Linked DNA regions of Mus musculus: regions 2, 3, 4 and 5 are each linked to region 1. A link is a contact called in public HiChIP or PLAC-seq and promoter capture Hi-C data. All regions are on one chromosome and are shown on one strand. The core of a region is the stretch at or near the end of the contact, and the rest is flanking DNA. Distances in the headings are between cores, read along the strand shown.

What was found. Promoter capture Hi-C pulls out the DNA fragments that hold promoters and counts their contacts. HiChIP or PLAC-seq counts read pairs in DNA pulled down with a chosen protein or histone mark.
Region 2: a contact with region 1 is called in an H3K4me3 HiChIP or PLAC-seq map of embryonic limb bud, with 5 times the contacts expected there. The contact joins the enhancer-like site here to the promoter of Cfap299 in region 1. A contact is called at or near these places in 3 of 39 promoter capture datasets (the 3T3-L1 cell line, hippocampal neurons and second pharyngeal arch cranial neural crest) and 2 of 115 datasets of contacts at active chromatin or transcription factors (embryonic basal ganglia and embryonic limb bud).
Region 3: a contact with region 1 is called in an H3K4me3 HiChIP or PLAC-seq map of forebrain, with 4 times the contacts expected there. The contact joins the promoter of Rasgef1b here to the promoter of Cfap299 in region 1. A contact is called at or near these places in 4 of 39 promoter capture datasets (the 3T3-L1 cell line, cranial neural crest, hippocampal neurons and 1 more), 3 of 484 Hi-C or Micro-C datasets (cortical neurons, embryonic stem cells and palatal mesenchyme) and 5 of 115 datasets of contacts at active chromatin or transcription factors (astrocytes, embryonic forebrain, embryonic limb bud and 2 more).
Region 4: a promoter capture Hi-C map of pre-B cells shows a contact between it and region 1, with 2.8 times the contacts expected there. The contact joins the enhancer-like site here to the promoter of Cfap299 in region 1. A contact is called at or near these places in 6 of 39 promoter capture datasets (the C10 cell line, hippocampal neurons, liver and 2 more), 1 of 484 Hi-C or Micro-C datasets (cortical neurons) and 1 of 115 datasets of contacts at active chromatin or transcription factors (bone marrow-derived macrophages).
Region 5: a contact with region 1 is called in a promoter capture Hi-C map of hippocampal neurons, with 2.5 times the contacts expected there. The contact joins the enhancer-like site here to the promoter of Cfap299 in region 1. A contact is called at or near these places in 6 of 39 promoter capture datasets (the 3T3-L1 cell line, the C10 cell line, hippocampal neurons and 2 more) and 1 of 115 datasets of contacts at active chromatin or transcription factors (embryonic hindbrain).

The regions. Positions count from the first base shown.
Region 1 is chr5:98,328,015-98,330,742 of GRCm38.p6, reverse strand. Cfap299 (cilia and flagella associated protein 299) reads right to left here and starts at 1,439. Exons shown (of 6, transcript NM_001024614.1): 1 at 1,279-1,439. The coding sequence starts at 1,389.
Region 2 is chr5:99,189,782-99,192,481 of GRCm38.p6, reverse strand. No RefSeq gene overlaps it. Among named protein-coding and RNA genes, the nearest start is that of Rasgef1b, 62 kb to the left of the region's middle. Within about 2 kb of position 1,416, at least 18 of the 459 cell types and tissues checked have an H3K27ac peak or open chromatin away from gene starts, as enhancers often do. A contact at or near this core is called in embryonic limb bud and second pharyngeal arch cranial neural crest, where this site is marked.
Region 3 is chr5:99,251,526-99,254,279 of GRCm38.p6, reverse strand. Rasgef1b (RasGEF domain family, member 1B) reads left to right here and starts at 1,353. Exons shown (of 14, transcript NM_181318.4): 1 at 1,353-1,566.
Region 4 is chr5:97,692,390-97,695,089 of GRCm38.p6, reverse strand. No RefSeq gene overlaps it. Among named protein-coding and RNA genes, the nearest start is that of Gm34029, 57 kb to the right of the region's middle. Within about 2 kb of position 1,334, at least 34 of the 459 cell types and tissues checked have an H3K27ac peak or open chromatin away from gene starts, as enhancers often do. A contact at or near this core is called in bone marrow-derived macrophages and pre-B cells, where this site is marked.
Region 5 is chr5:97,414,541-97,417,253 of GRCm38.p6, reverse strand. The region is part of intron 2 of 4930467D21Rik (RIKEN cDNA 4930467D21 gene); the gene reads right to left. Among named protein-coding and RNA genes, the nearest start is that of 4930467D21Rik, 23 kb to the right of the region's middle. Within about 2 kb of position 1,298, at least 25 of the 459 cell types and tissues checked have an H3K27ac peak or open chromatin away from gene starts, as enhancers often do. A contact at or near this core is called in hippocampal neurons, where this site is marked.

The sequences.
Region 1 (2,728 bases), core at 190-2,689:
AATTTTGCTGAAGCTTGTCAATCATTTCTCCACTCACTGAACTGGTTGGTTTTATTAGATGATGCTAACTTATAGAATAAAAGTTGTTAATTAGTTCAGCAAAGCTAATGTTACTCGCTGCCGTGGCAATGCAGTTGTTTTAGTGTTCTGTCGTTATTTAGTGAACACGGGAAACAGAGGATGGAGACGCACTACTTCCGTCCCGCCAACCACGCTCCTCAACCTCCGGAGCATCACTACTTCCGCATCACTACTTCCGCATCACTACTTCCGCATCACTACTTCCGGTCTACCAACCAAGTGCCAACCGCGCTCCTCATCCTCTGGCCGGTCAGATAATTAAGATGGACTCACCCTTTCTCTTCCTACCTCCCCTTCTTTCTACATAAGCTTCTTGCAACATCTATTGTAATTATCAATTCAGTGGCTTCATTTCAGATGCAAGGATTTAAAGCAACTTCTGTGGGTTTAAAATATTGGCTAAAAGCAGGAGAGACGGCTTAAGGAAAAGGTGCTTGCTGCCAAACTTGAGTTCATTCCCTGGACACCACAGAATACAAGTTCAGAACCGATTCCAAGTTGCCCACTGACTTTTTATGCATGTGTGCGTACACACAAATGGAACTTTAAGTTACCCATCTAATAAACGTAAAAGCTTGGTTGTTTGGTGATATCGCTGCTGTTGCTGTTAAAAATCATGTTTTGTAACTATTTTAACAGATAATTTCAAAAGGGACAAATTTTCTTCATTTAAGATTATTTTCATACAGTGGCACCTATTTAAAAAGGAGGGGTGTCTATATGATAAACTGCCTTGTGCACAGGAGAAATGAGGGGAGTTGGCCAAATTCAAGTCCTTCCCAGAGTTCTGTAGGGTTGATTCTCCCCCCCCCCCCCCGCCCCCAATGGTGCTTGCTCTGTTTGTCCTTAATATGGAGATGGACTCCTTTGAAAACCTGAGCCCAGGCTGTGAGACTTGCAGTTGGGAGTTAGGAGCTCGGAGCTTGAAGATCCCTCCAACTAAGTCTTCTCGAGCATCCGGGACCTCCCGCTGCCCTGCCCTCAGGTGCACACAGCAACGCGTCCTCCTGGTTTTATGCCTTGTTACTACTTTACAGCGACCAAGTCGGCCTCTGTGCAGCGCACCAGCGTTTGGAGGGCTGGGGACTCCTGCAGCCTGCAGAGAAGTCTCTCGAAGCCAGAGGCCTGCGGTGAGCGCCGTCACCGCCAGGGGGCGACCAAGCCCCGCCGCGGCCAGCAAGACGGACCCGCGCTTACCTCCAGGTAGTACAGGTCGACCGTAGTGATCTGAGAGTCCAGGAAGTCTTCATAGGTGTTGAACTGTGTGACAATGTTGTCCACGGCCGTCAGCCCCTCGTCCTGATCCATCGCGGCTACACCGACGCGTCCCTAGTAACCGGTGTGGGCGGGCCGGACGCGCGCCGGTTGCGGGGGCGGGGCAGAGGGCGCTGCGCTGGCCCTGCCCCAGCCGGATCCCTGGGCGGCTTCTAACCCCTGGGAGCGGTCAGCCCTGCAGGGCAAACCCAACTTTTTTGGTGTAAAAGCCTTAGCAAAGTCCGAAGGTGCCTGCTCAGTGTTTGCAGTAAGAACCTCGACAGAAGAGTATCCCGGAAATCTAGGGGAAATAGTCTTGCTGGGTGCTTCAAAATAGCACGTGATCAGTTGTATAAATTACAACTTAAAGGCAAGTTATGGTTGGTTACTTGTGTGCCAGGAACAATGTATAAACTTCCCAAACGAAGCAGCCTTAGTGATCTCCTTTGCTCCTGCCTTCTGCCTTTCAGTTCCTTTACTTTTTGTTATTTAAATTTCAATAAGTTGAAAATTACTTGAAAAATCTTGCCTCCTTGAACGTCCTTTAAAAAATTGGGTTGGGGGGGAGGGATCCTAATCATGGAATGATATATCCCATTGAGAAGCTGATATTGACTTGTGTTTCTATTTACTCATTTCTTTAAAATACTATAGTATAAAATTGAATCTGAAACATTTCTCATTAGAGCAGACTTGTACAACTGTTTCCACACCAGAAGCACAGATGCTTGCTGTTATGCCAAGGGACTTTACAATCATCTCAGCATTTGTAGAAATCAAATCAGATTCTGCAATGAATCTTTTCCATTTTTTGGGGGGGAGGGGGGCAAAGTAAAGCCAGGTCTATTTAAGACCCCAAGTTGCACAATAAGTTATAGCTTTATTTTAAAAACAGGCTACCAACAATTTATATTGTATAATTATCTAGAAAGCTATAGAAACTAAACTCCAAGCATAGAGGGGAAAAAATTTCATGTGGCCTAAAACATTATCACAAGTAGAGAGGAGAGGTCTCTGTACTGTCTGGTCCAAAAGAAACTTGAGGACAAGTGCCTTTTGTGTCTTTTAGCATTCTGAAGGGCAAGCTGGCCTCTAGGCATCTCATGTACCTGGTTTCAAGTCCAAGCTGACATTCAGGCTCCTCCTAGCTCCTCTCATATCAGCTTCTCAGTCCTACAGAACCCTGACCTTTCAGCCATGTGCTCTCTTACCACCCACCCCCTCTCTGTCCCAGAGGCATTATTCTGGGTGTGTTGAACACAACAGAAAGCTTAAAAAAAAAAAAAAAAGTTTCTGCCGCTGGGGTCCACAGGATATGAAACTTGCTTCCGTGTGGTGATTGATTTGAATTTACCACATACCAGCCCTGTTCTAAGTACCATACAATCTCCAT
Region 2 (2,700 bases), core at 167-2,666, 860 kb before region 1:
TACGAATGTAATCGGGATCTGGTTTCTCTATTCAAGGAGCTTTCAGTCGGGACAAGTGACTTCACACAGAGTATAAATTCTTCATACTTGACAAAGTCAGAAGGCTGTTGGACAGCGTTCCTCAGACTGTGAGTCTTGATTCCAAGGACCTTTGGAAAACACAGATACTTACAGGATCCATAGCAACAGCAAAATTACAATCACGAAATAGGAACGAAAACAATTTTATGGCCAGGAACACCACAACACAAGGAGAGGAACCGTATTAAAGGTTCGCAGCTTTAGGAAGATTGACAGCCATTGCGGTAGGAGAATGTTAGGTTTGCGTTTCTGTTATCGGTGATGCTGTTATCACAGTGACAGTTTGAACTTCTCTCAATTATGAATTGAGAAGACAGTACATACTGGTGTCAAAGCCATTAAGGGAACTTTAATCTTTCTAACAGCTTTGAGGGATAGGCATTTACACAACCCCTCAGTTCCATACCCTCGTCTCAAACTGTGCATTGTGACTTAGCCTTTTCTGTGGTCCAGTGAGTGGCAGAGCCTGCTCCTTGTGTCATCCGTGTTCACTCAAGGTTGTACTGCCGGCTAAGGGCAAGTGGACACTTTTCAAGTCTGGAAATGAAGACTTTCAGAAGTCCCCCTGTGGTGTCCGGAGGGACTCAAATGATCACGCTTAGCGAGTGTTAAACTCCAAGCCAGATGCCAGACTTGTATTCTCTGAAGCTCCGTGAAAGATGCATTACTTCACTCAGAGACAGGCTCTCGCCCAACCAAAACAAAACAATTTATAGCTGTGTTGCATATTCCACTTGTAACGTTCGACGGAAACCTCGCACGCATGCTCAGTGGGCAGGCTTGTGACCACTGCTGCTGTAGGGCTCCATTTCATCAGATGGATCGTTCCCAGGATCCGAACCACGGAGGCTTAGCTGCCCGGAAGGCTGCTCAGGAAGAAACACCTGCGGTCCCACATTAGCGATTAAGAAGCACTTGTTCAGGGGGTAAAAGCTGCCAAGTGTCTGCATTTCAGGAACGAGAGCTGGCCGTGTGGAGGGAAGGGACCCCCTGGCTTGCATCACATTCCTTCAGACCTAATCTACTCATTAAGCAAAGTGGAAACAGCTTTCCTGCCACCCAGGGCCAACTGGGTGTGCAAAGCCATATAACGTGCTGCACGTCTGCTTTTGTAACCATGCATCACGGTCCCCAGAGTTCCAGGACCTTCCCAGGTGGGCGATATTTGAACCACAGATCCTCAACAGAAAGGTGAAAACCCTATTGCGTGCATGCAAACAAGTGAAGTCACAAACTACAGTCACAGCTTGATTAATCTTCCTTGGAAAACGATTTCCTTTGTTTGGCTGAGCGGACGAGACTCCAAGTATGCAGCATAGCGAGCAAGTGGCTCTGGAAGGCTGTGGGGACCGTCTCTTAGCCTTCAAGTGTGGCCCAGACATGTAGCCTTTCTCTGACCTTCCTCTGGGAGGGAAAGCAACTTGAAACTGATTTCACAAGCATGGTAAATTGAGTGCTTCAATCCTGCGCCAGGAAACTTCCAGCCCTGATTGTGGTCTGCGAGGGGAATGCTTTCTTATTTTTTTACATTTAAATTCAATTTATTTATAAAATGTATACAAAAGAATATAAAACTTGTACATATTTATGTACACATGATATTCCCATACACATAACATGCATTGCATAATGTCTAAGCCAGATTAAACTTCTCTAGCCTCTCAAAAGAAATTTTTATCATCTCTTTGTGGTGAAACATTTAAATTCCTTTCTTGCAGCTATCTGGAATACACATTATTGTCAGGCACATCACTGCAGAATTTCTGCTTCACGTTTAACTTAGTGTTCACTGGTTGACATTTCTCCAGCTTTCCTCCTTCCCTCCTCTCTGCAGCCTCTAGCAACCCGCATCCTTGTCTCCAAGTTTATGAGACCAACAGTTTGAGGTTCTCCATGCAGATGAGATCAGCTGGTACCTGTCTGTGGCTGTACTACTTCACTGAACACAGTGATCTCTAATTCCGTGCACAGTGTCACACAGGATTTCATTTTCCCTCAGCCTCTCTCTTTGGCCAAATAATATCTAGCAGTATATGTGTTCTTCCTTTTGCTGTATTCTGTCACAATCATTTTGGTTTACCTATGCTTTGTTTCTTGGCTACTATGAATATTGCTGCAATAAACAGGGGCCTGTGGCCATCCCTTGGATGTGCTGATTGTATTCACATTGGCTCTGTCCCTCGTAATGAGATTCATGGATCATGGGGCATTTTTTATTTTTGAGAAATCTCCATATTGTTTCCCACAATGCTGATCCTGTTACCAAAATTGAGGCTCACAATCTGTACCCCAAGTTGTCTGGTTACCCCATCCTCAGTAATCCAATCAAGAGGGGCAAATTAAAAGTGAAAGCAGAAACAAACAAGATATGTATTGAAGGTGGGCTTGTGGTCACACTGGGAAGCAGAAGAGAGAGGCTCAATGCACCCATAAGTCTGCCCTTGGGACCTGAAGTGAGATCGAATTTAAATAGAGGGCCAAAGATATGTATATCTACCCAGCCCCCAGTTGAGGTATGATCCCGCCCACCAGTGACCTATCACTGCCTGGATTTCAGTCTCATCCTGTAAGTTAGCCTGGCAAGCTGTCAGACCCGTGTGAATCTCCCCGCCTGGCTTT
Region 3 (2,754 bases), core at 104-2,603, 920 kb before region 1:
GCAGCAAAGACTTCAGGAAGTAAAAAGGCAGCTGTCTGGGTTGCCTTCTCAGCAGTCTTGAGAGCTCACAGATGTTACAAAGGGCTTTTCTGGTGGCACTACTAAGAAATACTGGTTTAGTTCAGCCCTTTTAGTTTCTTGCTATGTGAGCAGGAAGAGTGTGCTTTGCCCAGTGTCATATGGTCTACTTGTTAATTGACTCAGGATGGAAGTCGGCTCCTTGTGTGGACCCATTCTCCTTCACAGAACAGACACCAGAGATAAACAAAAGGCTCAGGGTTTTTAGAATAAACTGCGGGGCTTAAGGAGAAGCATCTGTAGAATATGCGTAGGATAGTGAAGCAGGAAGTATGAGAGAGACAGGGACCAGCCAAGACCAGCCAAGGAACATGAACGTTAGGTTAAAAGAGGCTCTTTCCATCCCAGAGAGAAGATGCAGGGACCTTAGAGGAGGAACCGTGTTGCTCCATGTTAATAAGGCCAATTACAGTCTATGGGATGGTCCTACAGTGTTTATGTATGAACGGAAGCTTACAAAGCCTGCTTTTCATACTCAGGGTCACAGCTGCAAAGTCTCCAAATCTTGTGCATTTCCCCCCATGGGTAAGGTATCTTTATTTCAACTTCTTCCCTTACCTTTCTATCACGCGTAGGAGAGTATTGAGTTCTTACCTCTATATTTATTTTTTTCTTTTCTAAAATAGTTATCAGGTATTCAATGGCTGATTCAATTAAGTAGCTGTCTACAATGATAAAAACAACCTTCACCGAGGACCAGCCTTACACACTAGAGTATCTTCCTTTCCTTTGCGAAAGTTCTAACACCTGTAATTTTACATGTGGATTGAATAGCAGTTTATTTAGCGTTTGCCCTCCAGGAGCCAGTAAGCTTCTGGGACCAGCCGGTTGCGGCCACCAGTGTGCCCCCAGCGTTTATTACAATACCCAACACTCAGCAAGTGCTTCGTGGTTCCTCTCAGATCTCCTCCGAAAGTTACACGGACAGTAACCTTCAGCTCATAATTATGATAATAGATACTGTACAACGAGTCGAGCCGGTATTTACAGGTAGAGCACACAAGGCAAATGAATACACACTCGGCGACACATGAGTGCACAAACAGCCGCGGGCAGCGACACGAAGGAGGAAACGCGCGCCGGAGTGGGCCCTGCCCAGGCTGCGGAGACCCGCTGCGCCAGCAAGCCAGCCTCTGCAGCGTGGGTGGGTACGGCCGCAGCGTCACGGGAGTCCCTACCCGCGGAACCCTGGCAAGTCCCCGAGCGCCCGCTGCAGGGCGGCGTGGGCGGAGAGCTGCGCCACGATTGGCCAGCGCAGGATGGGCGTGGCCTGCGGCGGGCGGGGGCGTGGCCTGCGGCAGGAGGCGGGCATTTCCCCAGCAAGGGGGTGTGCGCGGCTCGGGCTGGAGTTTCAGTATAAACAAGGACCCCGACTGGATCGGCGGGTTTTCCCTTTCTTCTGGCGTTCGACCCTTCCCGGTCCTGAGCTCGCCTTTTGGGGCGCCTCGGTACGGCAGCCAGGAGGCAGAGGCTCCGAGCTGTGTGCGGGTAGGTGCTCCAGGGGACCCCGCGGCGGGATGGCGGGAGCGGGCTGCGCCGGCGCTGCTCCGGAACGGCGCCGGCTGTCCAGTGCGCCCCGGCGTGGCGGGAGATCCTCGGCTGGCGAGCATTGGCAGAGCCACAGAACTAGGAGTTCTCGCGCCTGCTGCTTCCGTGCCCCGGGCTGCCGCGCTCCCAACAGGTGCGGGGCTGAGCACTGACGACCCGGGGACCCGGGGATCTGGGGACGCTGTGCTGCGCCTCGCCCCGGCCAGGCCTTCTGTTTGGAGATCTTAGATATTGAGGGTTTGTCTGAGTTGGAGTCTCGTTCATCCTTTTTGCTTTCCCTCTCAGCTTCTTGTGCATACCTAGGGTTGTTTCCATGTACTTTTTGGCTAGTTTCCTAGGGTGCTTGAGAGTGTTCAGGCTGTTGTTTATTTTTTGCTGCAGTTTCCTTATAATTTAAGGTCTGACTCCCAGGAACAGTCAGGGAAACAGGACTTGTGTGTTCCCCAGGCTCGTATGCAAACTTGAACAAGTAGCCTGTTTTTTGTTTTGCTTTGTGACCCAGGTGAGTTGCCTTCGGACACTAGCCTGGGTGATAATAACGTGGCCCGGGGTACCTGGTAGCCTCGTGGGCTGAGTGCGTGAGGGAGGCTCCTCTTTATTGGAGAGCCCCGGGAATAACTTCAGCAGCACTGTACTAGAGAAAAGGGCAAACGCGGAAACGGAGGTGTTCTCTCTCGCTCTCTCGCTCTATCGCTCTGTCTCTGTCTCTCTGTCTCTCTCTCTGAGTGTGCGTGTGATTTGACTATTCCTTGCCACCTTACCCCATCCAAATTGGTTCAGTTCAGGCGAAGCACTGTGGCTAAGGCACTGACAGTGCGGCGAGGTGTTCTCTCGCACAGCGTGGTAAAGGGCGCTAGGAGAGCATCTGGGCTGCAGTTTTCTCTTGTGAATGTAAATGTGCCCGTTTGCAGATGGATTCGGGGCGTATGGTGTATATGGATAAATATGCACGCATACTTGTGTATGTATGTTTGGGTGAACGCGTCTCCAAGGAGTCCTTCGTCAGCAGCGCCATGTGACAATGGCCTGGAACTGCTGGTGTGCGTAGAGCTATATTTAGCCCTGACAGTGTCTCACTGGGAGGACGGGTCTTGAGCTGGGAGGATAAAGCGGGGAAGAATCCAGGAA
Region 4 (2,700 bases), core at 85-2,584, 640 kb after region 1:
GTAATTAACATCATCTTAAAGTCTTTCAGATTAATACAAGAATAATTGAGCACTTGAGAATATGTAGCTCTGAAGTAGAGGTCCCATGATCAGAAGTTACATTAAGGAGGAACAACTTAAAAACCTCTAAATACAATCAAAGAACTTTCTTCAAGACATAGATGTGCTTGCCTTAGAAACTTAGATACAGTAACATTAAATCTCTCTCTCTTGCAAGAATGAACCAATCCTCAAAAAACAGACCAAAGCTCGCTTTGTATTGCGATATTTCAACTCATTATAATCTCCTATTCCTTGTTGCCTCCTACTAACTTAACTGCCTTAAGAGACTTACAGAAGACTCGAGCTGGGTACAAGGTTGAATCAATTGCCACTAGAGCCACATCTAATTACTAAGAAGGTACTAGGGACAAGTTGATGATGACAGGAAAGAAGAGAAACTAGGCGTTTCATTGGAGATACCGGAGATGAAGGAAATGAAACAATACTTTAAAATATGCATCTGGTTAAGTGGGAAAGAAGAAGATTGCCACTGATTGAATAGGAAAAGTGACAAATTGATTTTTTTTTTATCTTAAATATTTTTCCCCCAAATCCTCTTTTGCCTGGAGGTAAGTAAAAGTATAAAGTATTGCTATATATAGGGGCGCAGTATTGTTCCCTGAATGAGAATGGTACCTAAACAACACATCAAGACACTTGGCCCTTTACAAGGGCAGTCATCAATTCATTCATGGTTACAGATCTACTCTACTCCTTAATGATTTGCACTGAGTACTGTGTGCTAAATATTGAAGTGAGTGACTTCATCCGTAAGTAAATACACATGAGACCCTGTTCCAGGAGGGACTATTCAAAGGTTTAGAATGTTAGCTTAACGAACTGGATGATGACTTTAAACACTGAAGGAGAATTTGTGTATGAAGGATTTGGTTTCCCTCAGATGATCCCCCATAGTAGAAATTTAACAAAGTAAACACTATATTTGAAAAGTTGAGGATAAACACAATCAAGACTCCTATAAAAGTTGGAGTTTTCAAAAGTTAGAAAAAAAGTCTCTCTGGAAAATGCCAAACTCTCTTTCACCAGATGTAAGTATATGGTGGACAAGCTGGAAAATGACTTAGAGTGGACCCCAAATTGAGTAAACACCCGCTAAATCCATCCCTACTTTTACAGCCGCGGGATTCTACACAGTGGGATATTATGCAAATGATTCCACAGACTCTTACAACTGATCTCCAGAACTAGCAAACTCAGAAACTACTTGTTTCCAGAGCCAAGAATGTTGAGTGGAATCCTCCACTTCCTCCTCAGCTCTCCCCTGGGTACCAAACTGCAGGGGAGTGAGAGACTGTGCTCTCTTGATAGATGAGCTGGAGAATCCTTCACAGCTGTGTTGTGGAAATATTCTCCACTTCCCTCACGATAACATTGAGTCATAAAAGGAGAAAATGAACATTTATTTGCCAACTCCACCTGTCTGCTGGGCCCACCATATCTATATTAGCATCAAGGGAGCTTGCCTATACTGCTGAAAATTTCATCAAGAGGAGCGACGCAACTGCCATTTCCCTTAAGTTGTGGTTAGTGCTGGTTTCTCTTCTCATCAGAAGCCAGAAGACAGGAACTGAGCCTTGGATGGCTCAGTTGTCATCGCTAACATTAAGGGAAATGGTTGGAACCGGAAACCTCAGAACATTTCGAGCTTTTTAATCCGAAAAATTCAGAGCTAGATTGAAAATTCCTTTTGTTCTAAATCCAGTCTGGATCCATAAAAGTCTTCTCACTGGAAAAGAAGAAAGAAAATGCATTTCCTTTTGTCTTTTAGATCCAGAAGAGGTCAAATAAAAGGGGGGAATGGGTAAGACTAAAAAGAAACCGAAATTTAAAAATTGCAACATTCTAGAATTTATTCTTTTTTTTTCCTCTTAAAGTTTGTCAGTTCTCTCTTTATAAAACCACTGTAATAACAACCTTTCCATCATCATAGAGATTCATGTGAGAGTTAAGAGTGGCGTTTTCATTCTATGCTAATAACTAACACAAATTGATGTTTCTGTTTTCTTTATAGTAATATTTGCTTTTGTTTTTCGTTTTGTTTTTTTGGTTTTTGAGACAGGGTTTTTCTGTGTAGCCCTGGCTGTCCTGGAACTCACTCTGTACTCTGTAGACCAGGCTGGCCTCGAACTCAGAAATCCACCTGCCTCTGCCTCCCAAGTGCTGGGATTAAAGGAGTTTATATTTGCAGGTAATTGATCTGCCTCCTTAAGACTTTTAAGTCTTTTTTAAGATATTTGTTAGGCAGAGTCCTAAATCTAAAACATGCCATGCCTCCTCTGACTTGTACTCTAAAGTTCAAGCTTAGAGATGACCTGGTAGGATAATGTGTATATTGCTCTCTATTTAAGAGTAATACAACTATCACACCAGTACAATCATTAACAAAAGCACAACGGGTTCCTTGGATCACAGATGCAAAATAGGCCTGGCACCCACACCTACCACACTCACCATCGGTTAGTAACTGTGCATTGCTGACTCCTTCAATCACTCTGGCTCCTTCACAGTGTAATCAAAGTGTCAAGCATGCTTTTTTTTTCCCCAATTAACTTTCTAGTCTTCTGCTTATATAAAATACCCTCAAATTAACATGTCAGAAAGAATATAGATAAATTATCTACAATCAAAAGAATAGAA
Region 5 (2,713 bases), core at 49-2,548, 910 kb after region 1:
ACAACAAAATCTTAAAGACAACTCACAGGACTGAAGCAGCTAGTTGGCCCATTCTCAACAAGTGCTGAATCTTGAGAGTACATAGGAAAGGGTCGCTCAACTTCCTTCCCAGCACCTTACCATAAATGTATTTCTAAAAGTCACAGCCACCATGTGACTGACCCCAAGTGAGAATTAAAAAGAAAAAGTGGGGGGTGGGGGTGGGGATAGCAAGGGAGAAACAGTGCTAGAAAAATCTTCTTGCTTTGTTTTTTTTCAAGGAGACCTTGCCACTGTAACAGGCAAACAAGGCATTATAACAGCTATTGGCTGCTGTTAATGCCTGATACAGGGAGCAGGCACTCCAGCTCTGAATTTGTCAAACTAATAGTGCTTCATTCTGTCTATGAGGCAGTGCCACTTAATAGGCAAGCGTGTTATGCTCTCATAATGGTAAAACTGAGACAGGGAGAGGGTGAGCAGCTTCCTTAAGGCCAGACAGCTTATATCTGGGAAATTTATAACGTGGCACCATTAGTAGTAGAAAAGTAATTTGCTATATGAGTTTAAATATATGCCATCTAAGTGTTAATACAGATATATTCTTACACACATGTAAGAATACCTGCACCAGAAATAACTGGGTCCTATATGCATAGTGGAGTGAATTGGGGGCCATTATTCTATGGCAGCTCATATATACAGCACAAAGTATTCAAAAGACAGATCCTTAAATAGTAAATACTTCCTAACTAGTAAGACTATTAAGCACATTGTCTAAGCTCTGCCACAACTTAAAAAGATATTATTGACCTAAATATTTGTAATTTTATGAGCTGCTCCAAGATACTCTAATTACAGAGACTTCCTAGATAACATAATGTACACTGTACTGCAAAACTCAAGTCACTGTACAAATGCGATTATTTGTTTTTATCATTTAAATATGGGATATTAATGATCTAGTGCAAGAAAGACTTTTTAAAGTGAGCATATTCAAAGCACGTGGCAAATAGCTGCTAAAATGGGGAAGATAAAAGCTCTCTAAGGGGTGGGGTGTTTTCATGTGTATCTGAGATGCAGCCTGTCACAGAGTGCCATAGCCATGAGTTTCATTTTAATCGGTACTGTGGTAGCAGATTGTCAGAGGGGTTAAGGATGATGTCAACCATGCCTCTTTTCAGCTCTCAAGAGTGTGGCAAAATGTATTATTTGGCATAGTCGTGACACAGATCTGCATGTGTATGTCTTCAATAATTCATGTTGCAGCTTGTCTCACTGTGGGGACAGATGTCAGTGAAACCAGTGACAGCCGATCATGCTGATCCCACACATAGTCACGTGGGGCCGATCCCACAGCGACACTGAGCTTGCTAGATACTTGCTCTGCTCCACTGGAGCTGAGAAAATACAGTGCAGCAAGTATGGGTCTAGGGATCCATGTAGGATTTCATGGGAGGAGTACATACTAAGATGTATCCCTGTTTTCATATAGTTTCTCAAAAAACTGAGTGCCATATATACCGGGGGATTAATGTGTGTGTGTGTGCATCTATCTATCTATCTATCTATCTATCTATCTATCTATCTACCTATCTACCTATCTACCTATCTACCTATCTACCTACCTACCTATCTATCTATCTATCTATCTATCTATCTATCTATCTATCTACACATACATAGAGCATGAAGAAATCTCAGAGTTCAAGGCCAGCCTGGTCTATAAAGCAAGTTCCTGACCAGATGTCTATCTATCTATCTATCTATCTATCTATCTATCTATCTATCTATCTACACATACATAGAGCATGAAGAAATCTCAGAGTTCAAGACCAGCCTGGTCTATAAAGCAAGTTCCTGACCAGATATATTCCATGTCAGCTAGAGCAGGGAGACACTGTCTCTGGAAACACACACACACACACACACACATTCATTATTCTTAACAAAATCAATTATTTGTGATAATGCATAGAAATATGTCTCCTACAAGTGATTCTATAATAGCAATCCTGACTAACCTGTCTACTGCCTCATGGTCATGGTATGTAACAAATGTGATATATTTAGAAGAGTACAACAGGCATTTTGACCTCAACAACTTATCTTTATTTCTCATCAAGACTAGTATTTTCTTTTAATATTAAACATTAATAAAAATGAATGTTTCAAATACTGTAAGAGCAACACAAACACTTATTGTGTATTGCTTAAAATATGGAATATAAAATGCAACATAGGGAAACTTTCCTTCTACCCAGATTACTGAAACCTATATGCATACATCTCTCACTTATGTTTCAAGGTAAAAAGGCCAGGCTAAGAAAATGTAGCTGAAGGTATACAAGTCCAGTTTCTACCTCAAAGCACTCATCTATTTTCACATAAAGAAATTCAAAGATGGAGAAGTCCCTAAATCCTCAAAAGTCCAAATGCTATTTAATATTTCTAACCCCCCAAGTTTACTACTTAAACCTGTATAATCTCTTACATCTAGAAACACCATGAGTATGTGTGCATGTGTAAATCATACATACGAATACATTTATGCAAGAAAATATAATTAACACCGAGCGGGCGTATTTTTGTGGTTACATGACATGTTCTTCTGCTATAGCTGACTTTCTCTTAGACAGAGGCTTTTAAAAACAAAACAAAACAAAAACAAAAAACAGGGCCTCAAAATGCAGCCTTAGGTGCCATGCCTCTGCCTCCTGAGTGCTGGGACTGA